4 separate regions of the Mus musculus genome follow, and all the other regions are linked to region 1. A link is a contact called in public ChIA-PET and HiChIP or PLAC-seq data. All regions are on one chromosome and are shown on one strand. The core of a region is the stretch at or near the end of the contact, and the rest is flanking DNA. Distances in the headings are between cores, read along the strand shown. Region 1 holds the start of H2aw (H2A.W histone). Region 2 holds the start of Larp1 (La ribonucleoprotein domain family, member 1). Region 3 holds the start of Olfr222 (olfactory receptor 222). Region 4 holds the start of Cnot8 (CCR4-NOT transcription complex, subunit 8).

The links. ChIA-PET counts read pairs in DNA pulled down with a chosen protein or histone mark. HiChIP or PLAC-seq counts read pairs in DNA pulled down with a chosen protein or histone mark.
Region 2: an RNA polymerase II ChIA-PET map of memory CD8 T cells shows a contact between it and region 1, with 16 read pairs. The contact joins the promoter of Larp1 here to the promoter of H2aw in region 1. A contact is called at or near these places in 1 of 39 promoter capture datasets (cranial neural crest), 2 of 484 Hi-C or Micro-C datasets (B cells and cortical neurons) and 2 of 115 datasets of contacts at active chromatin or transcription factors (bone marrow-derived macrophages and memory CD8 T cells).
Region 3: a contact with region 1 is called in an H3K27ac HiChIP or PLAC-seq map of bone marrow-derived dendritic cells, with 8 times the contacts expected there. The contact joins the promoter of Olfr222 here to the promoter of H2aw in region 1. A contact is called at or near these places in 2 of 39 promoter capture datasets (hippocampal neurons and liver) and 2 of 115 datasets of contacts at active chromatin or transcription factors (bone marrow-derived dendritic cells and bone marrow-derived macrophages).
Region 4: a contact with region 1 is called in an H3K4me3 HiChIP or PLAC-seq map of bone marrow-derived macrophages, with 5 times the contacts expected there. The contact joins the promoter of Cnot8 here to the promoter of H2aw in region 1. A contact is called at or near these places in 1 of 39 promoter capture datasets (embryonic stem cells) and 2 of 115 datasets of contacts at active chromatin or transcription factors (bone marrow-derived macrophages and memory CD8 T cells).

The regions. Positions count from the first base shown.
Region 1 is chr11:58,953,368-58,956,067 of GRCm38.p6, reverse strand. H2aw (H2A.W histone) reads right to left here and starts at 1,383. Exons shown (of 1, transcript NM_178218.4): 1 at 876-1,383. The coding sequence starts at 1,330. The coding sequence ends at 938. It also overlaps the pseudogene H2bu1-ps and a transcript of Trim17 not described here.
Region 2 is chr11:58,007,633-58,010,332 of GRCm38.p6, reverse strand. It overlaps Larp1 (La ribonucleoprotein domain family, member 1), which reads right to left and starts at 1,269. Exons shown (of 19, transcript NM_028451.1): 1 at 786-1,269. The coding sequence starts at 1,140.
Region 3 is chr11:59,570,429-59,573,157 of GRCm38.p6, reverse strand. Olfr222 (olfactory receptor 222) reads left to right here and starts at 1,420. Exons shown (of 1, transcript NM_001011789.1): 1 at 1,420-2,376. The coding sequence starts at 1,420. The coding sequence ends at 2,376.
Region 4 is chr11:58,102,599-58,105,298 of GRCm38.p6, reverse strand. Cnot8 (CCR4-NOT transcription complex, subunit 8) reads right to left here and starts at 1,329. Exons shown (of 7, transcript NM_026949.5): 1 at 1,091-1,329.

The sequences.
Region 1 (2,700 bases), core at 134-2,633:
TATATAACTGTCTTCGTGGCCTGTATTGTTAAATTTTAAATAGTGTACAGCAGTTAACAGGGAAGAGGCCCAATTCTGTGCCATTTAAAACGATTTAAAGGTAACTCATTTAACCCCCTCCTCTCCCTTTCCCAACCACGCTCCTGATTTACCTGTAACTCAACCATTCGTCATGCTGCTTAAAGAAGTCACAATCATCTATAAAAGCATGTCCTTAGTATGATGCTGCTTTAAACTTTATGACAAAGGACACTGCTGTACTCTCACACCTAGTTTAACCAGAACCTGACAAATCACTTTGCTCCCCAAGGTTAAGCTACTTAAGTGGATCCGATTAACCAGTTCCAAAGGCCTGCAGGACCACCATGCTCATCTGTAATCCTACCACTAAGCAGGCTGAAGCAGCCTAGAGACCGGCTCCCCACCCCCACAAAGGAAACCAGCAAAACTCCAAAGTTGTAAATCGCCTTGTAACAGAACATTTATATAAACAAGTAGATTTGAAATACCAAGTCTCCCCTCAGAAACCTTTGAAAACCCCGTCCTAACTGGAAGACTTGAACATGTCAATTTAACCCAGTTTCAATAGAAACACTAGCATCTAAACCAGAACCTTATACTAATTTCTATTATTAAGTATCCCCTTAATGTCCAAACACGAACGTTAACTGCAACCTTGTGTCTGACACGGAGTGGTGGGGAGAAACTCGAACGCCTCCAACGGCCCGCAGGCCACCCGCAGATGAAGCCGTTGGTCTCCCTTGAGCTCCCCAAGCGCCGCACAGGGATGCAGGAATGCACGGAAGGAGTCAGGAGAACTGGCCTGGCCAGTAACTGGCGACAGGCTCAGTGTACAGCGCTTTCTAATGAGGTTGTGGGTGGCTCTGAAAAGAGCCTTTGGTGTCTGTAAAAGTCGCACTAACGACCGGTAGGGGCCTCACTTGCCCTTGGCCTTGTGGTGGCTCTCGGTCTTCTTGGGCAGTAGCACGGCCTGGATGTTGGGCAGGACGCCGCCCTGCGCGATGGTCACGCGGCCCAGCAGCTTGTTGAGCTCCTCGTCGTTGCGGATGGCCAACTGCAGGTGGCGCGGGATGATTCGCGTCTTCTTATTGTCGCGGGCCGCATTACCAGCCAATTCCAGGATCTCAGCAGTCAGATATTCTAGCACAGCCGCCAGGTACACCGGGGCACCAGCGCCGACCCGCTCCGAATAATTACCCTTACGGAGAAGGCGGTGCACACGGCCCACTGGAAACTGCAGGCCGGCACGGGAAGAACGAGACTTCGCTTTTGCACGAGCTTTGCCGCCCTGCTTGCCACGACCAGACATCTTCCACTGATAACCAAAAGTACGCAAAAACAGAAAAGAAACCTAGCGAAAACGAATTCGTAAGCGCCAGCAAGCTCTTATATATGATCAGGAGGGAGGCTAGACTGCACCTTCCTATTGGATGCCAACAAGAACCAATCAGAAAAGAACGCGGAGCCTTCCTAATTTGCATATGCCTTACCCCGCGATGACGTAATGTAAAATTGTATTCAATCAAAGGGAGTGATGCCTGATCCTTCATTTGAATGCAAGGCATACAAATATTCTTGCTACAGGGGCGTCCGCGTTTCCGTAGTACAACTAGACATTATGCCTGATCCATCCAAATCAGCTCCAGCCCCCAAGAAAGGCTCCAAAAAGGCGGTCACCAAGGCGCAGAAAAAGGATGGCAAGAAACGCAAACGGGGCCGCAAGGAGAGCTACTCCATCTACGTGTACAAGGTGCTGAAGCAGGTGCATCCGGACACCGGCATCTCGTCTAAGGCCATGGGCATCATGAACTCGTTCGTCAATGACATCTTCGAGCGCATCGCCAGCGAGGCCTCCCGCCTGGCGCATTACAACAAGCGCTCGACCATCACGTCCCGCGAGGTGCAGACAGCCGTGCGCCTGCTGCTGCCCGGGGAGCTGGCCAAGCATGCTGTGTCCGAGGGCACCAAGGCAGTCACCAAATACACCAGCTCCAAGTGAGGCGCGGCGAGGGTGCCCTCAATTCAAAGGCTCTTTTCAGAGCCACCCATACAGTCGTTAAAAGGGTCTTGAACACAGTGCGGGCCACTGACGATTGCCACGCGCCCGAGGCGTTCCCTGACACTGGGTGCGGCCAAGTCCGATTTTTGAGCGAGAAATGTGGGGGTATGGCTGCTTTGCCCTTCCTAAGCGTAGAGTGTGAACGACAGCTGCAGGAGCAGGCAAGGGGCGTGAGTCCTCTCCCCAAGCCTGAAGTTTCGGTGGGCGAGGTCACAGTGAGGTGGTATTCTGGATGTGGGCCCCCTTGGTGGCCTCTGAATCTGTGTTCCCTTTAGCACCCTTTCCATCCTTTTCTGGAATAGAGAGGCGTCTTTAGCCCCTGAAAACTATTCTGACATTATATCATGTCAATAAACCCTGCACTAGCAGTATGCTGGAAACGGGGCGGGGGGAGGGGCGGCACACCGCAAAGCCTGTGTGCAGGAGCTAGGATGTAATTAGCCTGAGCTGCCAGCAAGCAGTTTCAGTGGTTAGGGGATGGGAGGTGGGAAAGAGTTCCGTTGTTTTGAGCAAGAGTTGTTCCCCTAAAGCTGCATAATTTTCTGTGAAGCATTAGTAAAAGAATAATCCACACTCAGCATTTATTTGGAGAACGTCATTAAAAATTTTTTTATTAGATA
Region 2 (2,700 bases), core at 20-2,519, 950 kb after region 1:
CCAACGTGCTGGTTTCCCCCAGGGCTAGGCCTACACTTTCCAGCACTCTGGAACCTGAAAGCGGCTAGCTCCGACTTCCTCGGTGCCCAGCTTAGGTTAGGCAACCACACCTAAGCTCCATAGCAAGTTTTTGGTTTTGGTTTTTTTTTTTTTTTTCATTTTTTAAAGTTAAAAGTACCAGGACTCCGACGATCAAACTCAAGGGCCATGCTCACTATCAAACACCCAGGAGTACCCAAGCGGAGGCTGTGCCCGAGTGGTGCGCCACTAGATGCCCACGCCGATCGCGCCCGGCTAGGATTCCCGAGCCACCTCCCACCCGGACTCAGCGGGGGAGGGGAGCCCCGCGCGCAGCTCCGGCCGGCGAGCGCTGCGAACAGTCCTGGCACGGCGCATGGCGCCCAACTGTCACCCGCCCGCCCCGCACCGGCGCGGCCACTCCCTCGCCGCCACACACGCCCCTCGCGTCGCCGCGGGCCGCAACCGGCTCCCGGGCACGCAGGGGCCCGCGCTCCCCACGCTTCACCCGGCTCCCCGAAGCGCAAAGTTGCAAAGTTCAAAGCCAGGCCCAGCTCGGAGCCATGACACATGTTCTCTGAACACGCACTCTCGAGGCGCCGAGACGCATAGGGAGCACAGGGCACACGAGCGGCCCCGCCCGGCCCAGTCCGCCAAGCTAGGCCCGAGGCATGCCGTTGCCACCAACCGCTGCGGCCCCGGTAGCCCCGCTCCGAGGGAAACGCCCGCGTCACTGCGCGGGCCAGTGCCGCGCCGCGCAGACCCACCTGGAGGCGGCTGTCCGTTCACCGCGGCCGGCGGCGGCGCGTGCTTCGTCCACGGGTTCACCTTGGGCGGCGGTGCCTCCACGAAGTCACGCCGGCCGCCGTCCTCGCCGTCGCTCCCCGCTGGGGCTTCCGCAGCTGCGGGTGGCCGCGGGCTCTCGCGCTCCGCGCCGTCGCGGCCAGGCCTGGCGCAGGCGGGCCGCGGCCTGCGGACGCCGCCGTCGGGCTCTCCGCCGCCGTCACCCGGGCCCGACTCGGCCTGGGCGTCGGGCGCCGGCTTCTTCCTCGCCAGGCCGTGCTCCTCGGCCTGCAGCAGCGGGGCGCCCGCCGGCAGCAGCGGCTCCACTTGAGTGGCCATCTGCGCGGAGGGGCCGGGCGCGCCGCGGGCCCCGCTCGAGGCCGCTGGCGGGGCGCCGGAGCCCGGGCCGCGCGGACGCGGAGCGGCGCGGACGGGCTGACGCTGAGTGGCGCGCCGGGCAGAAGGCTCCGGCGCGCCTAGCCGGCCTGGCGGACCTCGGTCCGCCGCCTGCGTCCCCCCGCCCCCGGCCCGGGGCGGCTCGGGGGGCTGCAGTGGTGCGGACGGCCAGGGGGGGAGCGGCGCGGAGAGCCGAGCCAGACCACGCGATCCGCGGCGGGCGGCGGGCGGGCGCGCGCCTCGCGACGCGGCGCGCGAGGGGCGGGGACGGCGCGGCGACGGGCGCGCGCGCGCAGGGCGGAAGGTCCCGCCCCGGCCCCGCCCCCTGGAGACCATTCCTGTGGCGCGGCAAGTGGACGGGGGCGAGCACGTGCCTGATGCAACTTCGGAGGGCGGGGGTGGGGGAGGAGCCTTAAAGGGCCAGCGCCCCAGAACGGTCGCAGGTGGAGCACATGGGACCTGGCCACGCGGCCGGCCCGGCCTGCTAACGCTGGTGACAAGTGTTTCTCGGGGCTCCGCGTTGGGGTCTTTTACTATGTCAGCCCAGACTTGGCTAGTGATGCAGAGGGGTTCTTTGGCCGCCCCCTGTGCGTGGCTTCTGGCCCCACTCCGATGACCTTGGCCCAGCTGCAGCCTGGCCAGAGCACTGGTAATGGGTCCAAGGGAGTTCTTTCCCCACAGGGGCAGCGAGCGCCTCGGAAAGAGAACAGAATTCCCAGTAGTACCCACGCTATGCAGGCCCTCGAAACCCAGTGTTTTATAGGCAGGAAATGGCTTTTCTTTCAAGTCGCTTGTGTTTTTTCTATAGAATTGTTTAGGGTAGAGTTGAACTGACACTTAATTGAGGGACTCAGAAAGCTCTGAGATTTGTATCTTAACCCTGACCCCATTGCAGTTAGTTAGGGGTTATCAGCAGTAGTCAGGTCCACTTCCTGGGTCTCGATTTCTCTATTGTAAAATGAAGGAACCATTTATGCCAGGTGGTTTCAAATTTCTCTGTCATTTGGTTCAATAAATGTTTACTGACTTTATGCTCTGGGGGCCTGCAAAGTTCTTAGAAAGGTCTGCCAATAAACCAGGCTAACAAGCACCTGTCCTCCCGGAATTTACACTGTAAGGTGGGGGAAGGCACAGTAAACAGGAGAAACAAATACTTCATTACAGCGCAGTAGTCACTGTGCTGTAATGAAGTAGACAAGATTGGCTTTTTGTTTGTTTTGGGTTGTTTTTTCCGTTTGGTTTGTTTGGGTATTTTTTTGTTTTTCAAGCAGAGTTTTTGGTTGGTTGGTTGGTTGATTGGTTGGTTGGTTGGTTGGTTTGGTTTGGTTTGGTTTCTGTCTAGTTCTGGGCTCTGATTATCCTAGAACTCTCTCTTTCTGTAGACCAGGCAACCAGGCTTACTTCGGACACACAGAGACCCACCTGTCTCTGCCTCCCTAGTGCTGGGATTAGAGGGTTACAACATCATGAATTTAACTGAGATTGGCTTCTTTAATTGCTGAG
Region 3 (2,729 bases), core at 171-2,670, 620 kb before region 1:
TGGGGACTCTAAGAGAGGATGCTGGCTAAGTGTTGAGAACTACATTTTTAAATAGGTACAGACAGTGGAAACAGAAACATGTAAAAAGGTGACATCCTCTGCTGCATAAATGACAAGTTTCTCCTTAGCCCTGGAGCTCCATCATGGACTAGTATAGTTATCAGAGGCCACCAGAGAGAGAGAGAGCCTTGACTCTGCACACAGAGGGGCTTTGATCCACAGAGCAGCTTTGATAGTCGTGAGGGGAACTTTTCCAAATGGTTGAGGTCTCCAGGCTGTCAAAGGCTTACTGGGGCCAACTCCTAATGACCTAATTTCATTTTGTCTCCTACCTCAATCCCATGAATCACTGATGGCAGGCAGCTCATTGGTTCCCTGAGAGCAGCGGCACCCAGAAATCAAACTGGCTGTGCTCTTTGTCTCTGTCTCTCTGTCTCTCTATCTCACTGTCTCTCTCTCTCTCTCTCTCTCTCTCTCTCTCTCTCTCTCTGTCTCTCTCTGATAATATCTCCTTGGCAAAGATTTAAATGTCACTCTAAGTATGAAACAAATAGCATCCCAGAGCCAACTGATCTTTTGTCAAACAATTCTAAGGACTTTCTCCCAAGCTCACCATTGTTGCACTCAGGTCTCACTGGGAATCAGTAACAAATCAGAAGGTAAAGTTTTCCATTCCCCCCCCCCCCCCACTCCAGGTATTCAGAGAGCCTGGAACCCTGCTGTTTTACAGTCTGAGTGAGGGACAGAGAAGCCATGGTGAGTAGTCTAGGGCCAGAGCTTCTGTAGTCCTGTGAGCCAGAGCACATCCTCACAGTGACATTGTCACAGTGACATCCTCACAGTGACAGGCCAGGTGTCGTCATCAGAGGTGAGAAGGCTGCATGACTGTGAGCTTATCGAGAGAGTCCCTCCCTGCTCGCAAAGCGCGTCTTCCTGCTTTATTTTACCTCTTTCCTCTATCCTGTCTCTGTCTCCAGAAGACAAAATAAAAAAGCCTCAGAAAGTGGACACTTTCCCATCAACGTGTTTGTGGAGAAGTCAAACACTCCAGGGGCAGTGGGAATCATGGGAGTCATGACTGAACGTGAATGACGCCTGAGGCTGTGTGGAACTCTGGCACCGAAGTCTCTCTATCTTCTCCAGGATCTGCAGCCGAGGCAAGCCTCATCCCCACTCCCACTGTAACAGATGCAGGAATTGAAGTTTAGCAAGACTGGCTTGGTGAAGGTCAGAGTAGGAGGGGGTGTGAGATGCGCATACTGCTGTCTTGACGCCCCATCCAGGGGGCTAAAGAGGGTCAGGCAGGAGGAAGCCTGAGAGAAAGCAGACACCGTGAGAAAATGACTCATTTCATCCCGTGCCAGTCACTCACCCAAACTCTCTTCACTCATCATCGCAGCTCCCAGAAGATGCCTTAGCATGAGAGGTGACAACCACAGCTGCTTCTGGGACACCCCAAAGGACTTTATCCTCCTGGGCATTTCCGACAGGCCATGGCTGGAGCTCCCAGTCTTTGCAGTCCTCCTGGTGTTCTACATTCTGGCTATGCTGGGGAACATCTCTATCATCCTGGTATCCCAGCTGGATCCTCAGCTCCACAGCCCCATGTACATATTCCTCAGCCACTTGTCCTTCCTGGATCTCTGCTACACCACCACCACTGTCCCTCAGATGCTGTTCAACATGGGGAGCTCCCAGAAGACCATCAGTTACGGTGGCTGCACGGTGCAATACGCCATTTTCCACTGGCTGGGCTGCACCGAGTGCGTTGTCTTGGCGGCCATGGCTCTGGACCGCTACGTGGCCATCTGTGAGCCACTCCGCTATGCTATCATCATGCACCGCCCACTCTGCCAGCAGCTCGTGGCTATGGCCTGGCTCAGCGGCTTCGGCAACTCCCTTGTTCAGGTCATCCTGACAGTGCAATTGCCTTTCTGTGGCCGGCAGGTGCTGAACAACTTCTTCTGCGAGGTGCCAGCCATGATCAAGCTGTCCTGTGCTGATACTACGGCGAATGATGCCACCCTGGCTGTGCTGGTGGCCTTCTTTGTGCTGGTCCCTCTGGCCCTCATCCTCCTCTCCTACGGCTTCATTGCTCGGGCAGTGATGAGGATCCAGTCCTCCAGGGGACGGCACAAGGCCTTCGGGACTTGCTCTTCCCACCTGTTGGTGGTCTCCCTCTTCTACCTGCCCGCCATTTACATGTACCTGCAGCCGCCATCCAGTTACTCACAGGAGCAGGGCAAGTTCATCTCCCTCTTCTATTCTATAATCACCCCCACCCTTAACCCTTTCATCTACACCTTGAGGAATAAGGACGTGAAGGGAGCTCTCCGAAGACTCCTGGCAAGGACCGGAAGGCTGTGTGGAAGGTGAAAAATGTAATCCCGGAAGACCTACACCTCTGGCAGAACTCCGCAGCAAGGACTCTGGGGGGTGGGTAGGGTTGTAGCTCAGGGGTGGTACAGCACTTCCTTGGCATGTGGGAAGGACTGAGTTCAACCCCTAGGGCTGTAGGAAATTCTTGGAACAGTAGGTTCTTTGAGAGATTTGAAAGAAAACAAAAAACATCCAAAAGCATTTCACCTTCCGTGTGGTGATGAGGCTCAAAGTCCCGCATCTGAGCGTTAAGTTCCATTCTCAGAGCACAGTTCTAAGAAGCCATATATCTTCAAGAAGCGCTTAAATGACTTGATGCTCACAAGTACTCGTTACGCTGTTTAACTTCT
Region 4 (2,700 bases), core at 80-2,579, 850 kb after region 1:
GTTGAGAGCACTTGCTGCTCTTCCAGAAGACCAGAGTTTGGTTTCCAGCACCCATGTGAATTGGCTCACAAATGCCTGTAACTCCAGCCCCTGAGAATGTTGACGCCTTTTCGGCCTATTTTTTCCACCAACACACTCGTGATATTAATTATAAATTCATACATTAATAAACATTAAACCCTAAAAAAATTATCCTTCAAAATTCTTCAGGAAGGTTCGGAGGTTGAGGCTGCGTTCTCCCTTAAAGATTTATTTTTATGAGTGTGAGGGGGAGAGGGTTGAGTGTATCAACAGCTGTGCGATCTCTCCCTTAAAGGAAAATTTTGATCCCATGCAATGTTTGCCTCACAGGCTGGCTTTAAAACTCGATCCCCAAACCAAGCTACATTTGAAACTACAAAGGGAAAGAAAGGGGTTCTCACACACACACACACACACACACACACACTGCCCTGTGTTCTCACACACACAGACACAAAAACACTGACACACACACACACACACCCTAGGCTGCCAAGCAATCTGTTGTGACCGCTCCTGATTATCCAAACTTGGGAGCAGGGTGTCTGTGCACCCAGGTGGGCTCTGAAGAGCGAGGAGTGCGAACGCACGAAACCACGCTCTCCCTGCTAGCCGTGCAGAACTCAGTTCCACTGAGTGTCTCCTGCTCGTCGTCGGCTTTTGTTTGCGCCAGAGCGTCTGGGAGACAATCAGCTTCACTTCCCTGTTCCAGAAGACTAAACAAAAGGCTTTAGCAGTGCAAGACGGGCGCAGGAGGAAGCAGCGGCCCGTTAGAAGAAATGGCAACAGGTCCCCTCTGGAGCGTTCCAGGCCACAGCCCTGGACTTAGACGGCACCCCATCCAGCTTGCTGGCTCCGCGACGGCGGCCCTGCCACGCAAAGCTGCAGCACCCCAAGAGCCAAGCAGAGCGGCCTCTTGCCTCCCCCACCATTCCTTAGGCCTCCAGGCTGGACTCCGGGGACCGAGAGCCCCGTAGCCTCTGTGCCTCAGTGTTCCCGTGTGTAGGATGGGTCGCCACGGAGGCACTTCCGCCTCCTGCTCCTACCGTAAGCAACCTAACCTGCTTACCCTGGCTGGCGGCCCCGCCGAGTGCGGGCGGCAGCGGCCCTTGACCCCGAGCTCTCCTCCCTCTTGCCCCGGATCCGCTCCAGAAACCCAGCTCGACAGGGAGACGTGAGTCCTGGCGCCCAGAGCGGCCGACGATGGGCACCAAACCAAGAGGTTGCACCACTCTACCCGTCCGCCCTCCCGACTCGCCTACTCTCCGCGTCACTCCAGGCGTGCGCGGTCCCGCCGGTCTCGGCTCCGTCCCCCCGTGCGCGCTCAGATACCTACGCCCCGCCTCCCTGCGCAGGCGCAGAGCGAGAAAGTTGGGTTTGGCGGAGGGCGCGTGCGTAAAACGAGGTTTGCCCTGAGGCCTCAAACGGCGTCTAGCAGTGTAAACTTGGTCCCCGCCTAGGTTCTGGAGTATCATGAGTCGCGCCTCGGGAAAGGACGGGATCTAGAACTGGCCCCACTTCCTAACATCAGAGCATATTACGACTGTTGGTTGTAGGTGATGATGCAGGGCACATGGGGTGTCCTGACCCTCGATTACTGCAACCTGAACCCCTCATTCACTGACCATCTATTCACAGAACCCCTTCTGGATGACCATTAGGTAGGGGTGGGAGAGCGCCACCAAACCGAGTCATGAATGAGGTCAGCTGAGCACTGCCTCCCAGAACCTGGACGGCCTAAGCAGCGCTGCTCCGGGGCCTGTGCTGTCCGCTGTGTCCCTGGTATCACTGTGGGTCAGTGCAGAGAGAGAGGGGCCAGTCAGGGAGAGTAGGGGGTTCGCTGGTAGCGAGGCCATGCTGGGATGTATCGCCACCTCGTGCTTTCCCACGGGGCAAGAAGACTAAGACCTCCGAAGAGCGCCTCCCCTCCCCTGGTGCTTCCTCTCCTAGGGGCCGTAGGTAAGCATACAGCAGGTGTCCCCCTTCTGACATCCCGTCTCCCAGTCACTTTGCCCTTTTCATTTTAAACTTTTATTCCAGAAGAAATCCCCAAAATAGGACTTACTGACTAAATGAGAGCTAGCCTTTCAAACTGTGAAATCGCACAGCCAGCTTCTGGGGTAACGATGTCAGGGACAGTTTCTGAAGCCCAGCCTTTGTTGTTTCTCTCCAGGATCTGTAAATAGAGACACAAGACTGTGATGAGGATGAAACCCTAGACCAAGCCACAACCGTCACCACAAAGAACCAGGCCTGGGCAGTCAGTAACTGTAGCTGCGGTGGATTCCCTGCAACAATGTTGATGGGACTAGCTGCAGGGCTGGCCTCTTTTGAGGTGTTCGGGTTGTCTAGGCTAGGTAGACACTGCCTTCCCTCAGTCTGTTCAGTGCATGTCCTTGCTCTGTTCTGTGATTCGATTCAGGAGAGGGTGGACCTAGCATGTGCTAGTCATGTGAGGAGCAGCCGTTGAGTCCTTCAGGAGAGGGTGGACCTAGCATGTGCTAGTCATGTGAGAAGCATGGAATTTGGGGGGAGGGGGGGTTCTTGCCACCAATAGGCCTGGTGTGCTCTGAAAGAGTTGAACAGGAAACACCTGGCTTCCCCCCCACACACACCCTTCACCTAGAGCTTCTCACAGACACTAATTGTATTTCTGGAGGGACTGGAGGGGAGTGTCTA